Regions from separate parts of the Mus musculus genome. Here regions 2 and 3 are each linked to region 1. A link is a contact called in public HiChIP or PLAC-seq and Micro-C data. All regions are on one chromosome and are shown on one strand. Each heading gives the region's core, a stretch centred on a gene start, on an enhancer-like site or on the middle of the called end of the contact. The rest is flanking DNA. Distances are from core to core; before and after follow the strand shown. Region 1 holds the start of Grip1 (glutamate receptor interacting protein 1). Region 2 holds the start of Irak3 (interleukin-1 receptor-associated kinase 3). Region 3 overlaps Grip1 (glutamate receptor interacting protein 1).

The links. Hi-C and Micro-C count contacts between places; a contact is called where the count stands out from the background. HiChIP or PLAC-seq counts read pairs in DNA pulled down with a chosen protein or histone mark.
Region 2: an H3K4me3 HiChIP or PLAC-seq map of forebrain shows a contact between it and region 1, with 5 times the contacts expected there. The contact joins the promoter of Irak3 here to the promoter of Grip1 in region 1. A contact is called at or near these places in 9 of 39 promoter capture datasets (the C10 cell line, cranial neural crest, embryonic stem cells and 5 more), 3 of 484 Hi-C or Micro-C datasets (cortical neurons and embryonic stem cells) and 4 of 115 datasets of contacts at active chromatin or transcription factors (astrocytes, embryonic forebrain, embryonic stem cells and 1 more).
Region 3: a Micro-C map of embryonic fibroblasts shows a contact between it and region 1, with 6 times the contacts expected there. The contact joins the enhancer-like site here to the promoter of Grip1 in region 1. A contact is called at or near these places in 8 of 39 promoter capture datasets (3T3-L1-derived adipocytes, the C10 cell line, the HPC-7 cell line and 4 more), 2 of 484 Hi-C or Micro-C datasets (the N1E-115 cell line and embryonic fibroblasts) and 1 of 9 other capture datasets (embryonic stem cells).

What each region holds. Positions count from the first base shown.
Region 1 is chr10:119,452,778-119,455,291 of GRCm38.p6, reverse strand. It overlaps Grip1 (glutamate receptor interacting protein 1), which reads right to left and starts at 1,258. Exons shown (of 23, transcript NM_001277292.1): 1 at 870-1,258. The coding sequence starts at 927.
Region 2 is chr10:120,200,340-120,202,853 of GRCm38.p6, reverse strand. Irak3 (interleukin-1 receptor-associated kinase 3) reads left to right here and starts at 1,257. Exons shown (of 12, transcript NM_028679.4): 1 at 1,257-1,527. The coding sequence starts at 1,395. It overlaps Gm38500 (predicted gene, 38500), which reads right to left and starts at 1,264. Exons shown (of 3, transcript NR_166661.1): 1 at 1,005-1,264; 2 at 659-752.
Region 3 is chr10:120,060,167-120,062,680 of GRCm38.p6, reverse strand. All of the region lies in intron 21 of Grip1 (glutamate receptor interacting protein 1), which reads right to left. Among named protein-coding and RNA genes, the nearest start is that of Helb, 52 kb to the left of the region's middle. Within about 2 kb of position 1,255, at least 40 of the 459 cell types and tissues checked have an H3K27ac peak or open chromatin away from gene starts, as enhancers often do. A contact at or near this core is called in the N1E-115 cell line and embryonic fibroblasts, where this site is marked.

The sequences.
Region 1 (2,514 bases), core at 9-2,508:
CGGCCAACCACTGCACAACCCAAACACCGTAAGATGACAACAGAACCAAGCGTTTAGAGTGCAAAAGGCCTTCAACTTTTCCTCTCCGCGAGTCACTTCAAAACAACGTGCCCAGCACACTTGGCAGGCTGAAGCACAAAGGGGCTGCAGAGCCACCTGGCACGGAGAGCCGTGTCTTCCGAAGAAAACAGACAGTAATTATGAAAAGTCCGCAGTCCTGCGGTATTAACTAGAAAGCCGGGACTGCGCTGGGCATAACTCATCTTTTAGGCAGTCACTACCAGCCAGGGGACAGTCAGTCCTCTCTCCCCTCCCCCCTTCCAGCGACCCAAGGCAGCGCCCCCTACCCGCCCCCCACACTCTTCCCCCTTCTACTCCCCCTTTAAGAATCTCCTGCAACTTTGGGTTTGGCAGCACCATCGTAGCCCAGCCAGAGGCGGGGACATCGTCAAGGCGGCCGCGGCAGGAGGAGGAAAGTTTGAAAAGTCACTTAAAGCATTGCAAGATTCTCCCCCACCCCCAGCACCAGGAGAGCCCACCGCACAGAGAGGAGCCGGGGCTCCACGTGCGCAGCGGGCCCAGGAGAAGCTGGAGTTCCCTCTAGGTCCTCGGTAAGAAAAAACAGAATCTTTCCCCGGGCGAAAAGTTGCTTGCCGCAGCACTGTTCCCTTGCCCCCTCGGCTTTTCCCCCCTCCAGATCCCCAAACCCCCTCTCGGATTTCGCAAGGTGCCACCTGGCCTGGAGCGCGGTCCCCGGAGGGCACGGCGCCCCTCCCTTGCCGGCCGGAGGACAGGTCTCGGGGAGCTGGGGGACAGGGAGGCACCGAGGGCGCCCGGCCCGGCCCCCCAGGCTCGACCGCCAGGCTCACCTCTCTCCTGCTCCTCCGCTTGTAAGCAGATGGGGATGTTCTTCTTCCAGCCCGGCATGGTGTCTGCTCCCTGAGCTTGCTCCGGGGCGTACTCGCTGGCTCGCTCACTCGCTGGTCGCCGGCTCTGGGGCTCGCCGCGCCTCCTGGCTCACGCCCTCCGGCCGGTAGCAACACGCCCGAGGCTGCTCAGCGGGGCTGGGGCGCCGAGGCGACTCCCCGATACATTGAGGCGACGCCGCGCGCCCCGCTGCTCGCCTCCAAGTCTCCCGAGCTCCCCGGGGGTGGCGGTGGCGGTGGCTGTGGCGGTCGGGCCGCGCGGTAACCGGGCAGAGCTGGGGGGGGGGGGGGGTTCTGCAGCCGCGGTGGCGCGGTGTGGCCGCGAGGCCGGGGGACCGGAGCAGGCCGGTGTAGGACCGCCGAGCCCCCGGAGGTGGGCGCCGGCGGGAGCTCAGGGCTGGCGCCGCCTCGCTCCGCTCCTCCTCCTCCACCTCCTCCTCCTCTTCGTCGTCCTCGCCTTCTCCTTCCTCGTCCCTCCGCCGCCAGCAGGTGGGACTCGGAGCCGCCGCGGCCGCACAAAGCTCCTCGGGGCGGGCGGGACCGAGCTGCGGGCTCCCGGGGCGCCTGTCGCCAGAGCCTCTCCCCCCGAGACGCGCGCGAGGCTGGGCGGGCACGGAGGGGCGCGCGCGCTCACACCCTCGGCGCCCGGATCGCCGGCCTGCGAGGCGCGCCCGGCCCGCCAGGTACGGAGCCTGGCACCCCGCCGCCGCTGCGGAGCCCTCGCCCGCCCCTCCCGGGCCTCCCGCCCCGAGCCCGACCGGCCGCTTAGGCGGCTTTGGCGATGACCTCGATGAAGCAGGGGGCAGTGTCCTTCCCTCTAGTCCCTCCTTCTCGCCGCTCACTCCCCTCCCCAGCCCTGCCCGTCGCCCCCTCCCCCAAGTTGAGACTCGCAGCTCCGGATTCGCTAACTTCGCCCTCAACACAGGGGCAGTGGCAACTTTCGGGATGGTCGGCGCTGGTCCCAGGGGTGGGGACGGTGGGAGCCAGGAGCCCCTTTTGTTTTAAAGGATGCAAGCAGACCTCAGCTGAGTGAATATTTAATAGCTGTCTTCAAGTGTAGGAAGGAATTTTATGATCAGGTTTTATGATTAGTTTCTTCCTCTTGTCATAGGCTCACAGAAAGAAAAAAAAAATCAGTGGAAAATGAATAAAGGTGGGGAGGGGGAGGGGGGACAGAAGCCTTTGTACCAGAGCCTGGAAGGTTCTGCCCAGGCATGTGGGCTCTTCCTTGAGACCTCAGTGCTACTAGGAGAGGGACTTTTGGCAGCTGTCTGTCTTGCATGGAGATGCCATTCATTTCTTCAAGCCTGGGCCTCTGGCTGGAAAATAGCCATGCCTTTCCCTCCCATCTGACGGGTTCTGAAGAGTTTGGAGCCCCAGAGGCTGTATCTACTGGAGTGTGGTTTGGGGGTTTCGCCTCTGCGGTTTCTTTTGGCCTCTGAAGGAACTGTGGTTCCTCTCCCTCAATGGGGACATCAGCTCTTGCCAGCCTTCTGCTCTCTCACTGCCAGAGCAATAGCATAATCACACAGCACCTGAAGATAAGGTCTGTCTTCTCCTGCCATCTCATAAACTGTCTGATCAAGCA
Region 2 (2,514 bases), core at 8-2,507, 750 kb before region 1:
GCCTACAGTGCTGATAGGCGACTGAACCGGAACCAGATAGGTCTTAGTGCAAATAAATCAGATCCCTTGAAGGGAATTTGGTACCCTGGCCCTGTCCCCCTTCCTCCCTCCCTCTCTCTCATTTCCTGCCGCCATGGATCACTTACGCTATGACACTTTGGCTTCTCAGAGACCTCAAAAGACATTGGGGTCAAGCAACCATGGACTGAAGTTCCGAGGTTGTGTACCAAACAACTTCTTCTTTTGAAGCTGCTCGGTGGGGGCATTTTGTCAGAAAGCTAACACAACCACACATGGCGATTTCCTGTGCAGGCACACGTCTCAGGTTGCTTTTGTCTGGTCTAGAAAGTCAAAAAGAACCCTGTATCAATCTTCTCTCCCTCTGATGCTCAGCATGGTGGCATAGAGACCCTTTTTGGGGTGTAGCCTGATAAAACCGTAGTCCTTAGAATGAGGAGACTTAAGAAGTTTTGCTCAAACAGTTCTAACTTTGCCACTGTGGGTACTGAATGCCCAGGCACCATTGCTGCTGACCGCCAGGGGGCGCCATTCCAAAGACAAGCTCAGGGGATTGAAACAGGAGTTTGTTTTTCAGTGCCTGGTTATCATAAAATCTCCCACTTCATTTTCCCACCTCCTTTGTCAGTAGTATCCGTACCGTTCCTGCGGTGGTCATTACAGCATAAACGGTAGAATATTTCAACACACCAGCCAATGTTTCCTAAACTTCATTTTGCAAACTCGTTGAAGCACTGCGAGGAAAGAAAGGGAGACTGTAGTAAAACCAAGCGGCACGACGGCAGGGGTTGCCTTCTGCAGCAAGGATGAGCAGTTTGTTTGCCCAGGTTTGGCCTGTTTGTTGTGGTTTTCTTTTTATGTCCATTTCGCCCGGCGTGTACACGTTTCCTTCCGTTTAAAGTTATTTGGCAAAAACGTGTTTCTCGGTGAGCACGCATTTCTTTCCTGACGGGACAAAGAGAAACTTTAAAAGATGTAACACAAACCTCTTAGATCCATCGTGGCCAGGAGGCCGCCCGTCCCAGAGCAGCAGAGGGGTGGCGGCTTTCCCGGATTCCAGCCGCTGTTCCCCGCCCTCATTTTCTTGGCTGGTCTCCTGGGTCATGTCCCAAGACGGGGACGGACAGAACGGTTCATAACAAAGATGACCTGGGGTGCGGCGCGCAGGGTCGCGGGACAGCGGCTAGGAGCAAGGGCAGCCCAGGTCTCGCAGGGCGCATCCCTGGGGAGCGGCTCCCTACGTCACGTGGGGCCCGCCCTGCGACGGCGTGTTGCAAGCTCCGGGCAGCCGTCGTGGAGCTGAATTTCCGCGGTTGTGAAAGGCGGTGACAGCGGCGACCTCCCTGCTTCTCTGCGTGGGGTCCCGGGACTCCGCGATGGCCGGCCGGTGCGGGGCCCGTGGCGCGCTGTCGCCACAGTTGCTGCTCTTCGACCTGCCGCCCGCACTGCTGGGAGAGCTTTGCGGGATCCTGGACAGCTGCGATGGCCCGCTCGGCTGGCGGGGCCTGGGTGAGTGCGACTCAGACCTGCCGGTCCTCCCCCGCGAGGGACTCAGCAAACCCGGGGACCTGCCACTCACTCTCCTTCCCTCTCTGACAGTGGGGTACTGCTGTATCAAGTTAGGGGATTGGGTATGTCAGATGTCAAGAAAGCATCCCGTGCTGGGAAGAGATTCTCGCTTCACTCGGTTTGCAGTGTGCGCAGCAGTATGCAAATATTACCGTATGCAGGGCATGGCTACTGGCTCTACAACCCCTACATCAGATTTTTTTAATATTATAACTTCTTTTTTGAGATGCCGCTCAGTTGCTAGAGTGCTTACCTATAGATGTATGAAGCTGCATGTTCGATTCCCTAGCTTGGAATAAAACAGACAGTGGTAGTGCCAGTCATTGAGAGGTAGAAGTAGGCAGGACAGATGCTCAAGAGCATCCTCTCCTTGTAGAGAGTTCCTAGCTGGCTTGGGAAACATGAGACGCCATCTCAAAAACAAAAAGCAAACTTACTTTCTTTTCTTTCCTTTCTTTCTTTCTTTCTTTCTTTCTTTCTTTCTTCCTTCCTTCCTTCCTTCCTTCCTTCCTTCCTTTCTTTCTTTCTTTCTTTCTTTCTTTCTTTCTTTCTTTCTTTCTTTCTTTCTTTCTTTCTTTCTTTTCTCCTTTCCTTCTTCCTTCCTTCCTTCCTTCCTTCCTTCCTTCCTTCCTTTCTTTTAGAACTTTAAGATATCTATTCTTTGGTGTTTTTTGTGTGTGTATCCCACACTCCTCCCGCATCTAGAAGACAAATTCCAGGAACCAGTTCTCTCCTTCCACCACGGGATCCTGGGACAGAACTCAGATGGCATGCATAACCCACTTCGCTGTTTCCAATAAGTCTCCAATAATCTATAAGGGAAATGCTGTTTGCGGTGGATGTGATTTCCACTTTTCTTTCTTTCTTTCTTCCTTTCTCTCTCTCTCTCTCTCTCTCTCTCTCTCTCTCTCTCTCTCTCTCTCTTTC
Region 3 (2,514 bases), core at 6-2,505, 610 kb before region 1:
ATGAGGAATAGCAACGAGGCACACTGTCTCGAAAGCTTGTCTCACAGGACCACTGAAGGTCACGTGAGATGTGGGGTGTCACCTCCACTTGACATATCTTCCCCCGACTGTAGCGGTGGACAGCTTGCAAAACATGACAAAATACCAAGTGGGCTCTGCCTAGCAAAAGTGCAGAGGACTCCCAAGTTACCCTTTAGAACAGACAGTGATACCGTCTGAGACTCCTTATGCCACTGACTGATAAGACACCTCTTGATTGCTCTTTAAACGAGCTTTGTCATTGCTGTAATCCTTGGTCACTCAAGTAAATTTAAAAAAAAAAAAGCTTTTTTTTTTTTTAATAAGTTTTTCGAGACAGGGTTTCTCTGTGTAGCCCTGGCTGTCCTGGTACTCACTCTGTAGACCAGGCTGGCCTCGAACTCAGAAATCCTCCTGCCTCTGCCTCCCAAGTACTGGGATTACAGGCGTGTGCCACGCCCTGTTCTAAAAAGGCATTCTTTTAAACATGAGCCTTTTTTTCCCACAAATTTTGTTGTTGTTGTTTTGTGGTGGTGGTAAGGTTTAAAAAGGATAGAACCGCATCCATGGGAATGCGATGGAAAACATGCATTTTGAGGATTTCTGGGGCCACTGTTTAATTGAAATGTGCAACCCAAAGTCTGTTCCTTGTCACCCTAGCCAATGGTCCCCCAACAGTGTTCACACTGTTGTTTGCCCTTGGCACCACGGGGGATAAGCTGGCTGCCAGGCTGACACAGTGACAGGCAAAGAGCCTCCACTTCTCTGAGTGAGCAGTTTCCTGGCTTTGCATCCTGTCCTTGCTGGCTCTAGCTCACGCTTGGACAGCCGAGGAAAGCTGGAGTAAGACTGAACGAGGTCGACTGTACCTGGGAAAATGTGCCTTGTGAGGTTTCCCTCCTCTGCTAGCAGGTGGCCCTGCTCTCTCTTTTGGAAGCGAGAAAAGCCAGACTCATACTCTCTCTACTTCTGAAGAGAAGGGAGCCCAGCAAAGCATGGCTACAGATGATAGCCGAGTTCACACACCAACGGAGCTGCTTTTAGCTTCCCGTGATTTCCGCTGCAGGCAGTCCTGAGCCAGCAGTCAGGAGGTCTGTGCCTGGCCCCGCTGACTCCTGTAATCCACCACGGTGACCTCAAATATTTAGTGAAGAAAGAGGCATGGGAAAGAGTGAGGTATTTGCCTTTCATTTTTCCTCCTAGGGCCACGCCCATTCCTAACCAGGGGGCGGGGTTACAGAAGAATCTGGTGGCCCCCCGCAGCACTCTGTCCAAGGAGTAGAGCAGCATCACCGCACTGGCTCCACTCTGACAAAACTCCCAGCCTGCAAATGCACCGTGCGTGCGCGCTTGGCTGAGGAAAAAGCTGATGCTCCTGCCAGGCAGTGGTGGCGCACGCCTTTAATCCCAGCACTGGGGAGGCAGAGGCAGGCAGCTTTCTGAGTTTGAGGCCAACCTGCTCTACAGAGTGAGTTCCGGGATAGCCAGGGCGATACAGAGAAACCCTGTCTCCAACCCCGCCCCCACCCCCACCCCCCAAATAAAAAAGAAAGGAGAAACAAAATAGTTGAGTCTCCAGAGTGACTCAGAGTGACTCAAATGTTCCGGTGGAGTCCTCAGCAGCCTTAAGTGTGTGTGTGTGTGTGTGGGGGGGGGGGGGGGGGGGAGAACCCTGGAAAATTATTTTAAGAATCCTTCTGTCAAAAGACATATATCAATAGCTGTATACAACTAAATGCTAAACTTAATTCTGTTGGAAGTCATGCACAGCAGGGAACCAGTGAGTGTCAATAGGAAATCATTTTTAAAGTTCAATTGGGCTGAATGCGAGGAACTTGTCCTCTTGCAAAAGAGCTTTTGATTTGATTTGGCTTTGGTGCCTGGAGGTGTGTGTGGAAGTGCAGCGGTGACTCATCGCAGAGATGGATCAAGTGGCCACCAAAGGATGCTTAAGATTCCAAAGGGGACAAAAAAAAACGGACAGTTATCAACGAAACACAGCAAAGATTGCTTGTCCCTTATCTACAAAGAGAAAGCGTTTGTGATAAGCTGCAGCAGAAAACAGAGCTCATATTAAAGATAAAGCATGGAAGCTCCAGGGCCCGAAGTGTAGCCTCGCTTCCCCTCCCACCATTCTGTGTCTGTGATTGCATTAAAACAGAATACTATCTAGAACTAGCAAGACGTCTGCCCATGATTTTCAATCTTTAGACCTCAAGAGAATCCACTGACGATATTGCTAAAGTGTCCGTGTCCCTGGCTCAGCGTCCCTGAAAACACAGAGACCCTGCATTTTAACAAGCACTCCATGGTGACGGTCACCTCGCACCTATAACCCAAACAACTATCTAAAGTTTCTCTCTTCAAACTTGTCTAAGGTCTGTTAGTGACTCTTGGAATTAGTTCAATACAAGCTGTACTTAAGAAACAACAACAGCAAAAATGCCAGTGTACACTGTGCTGGGAAGTTTGGATTCCTTCATAGATAGGAAGTCA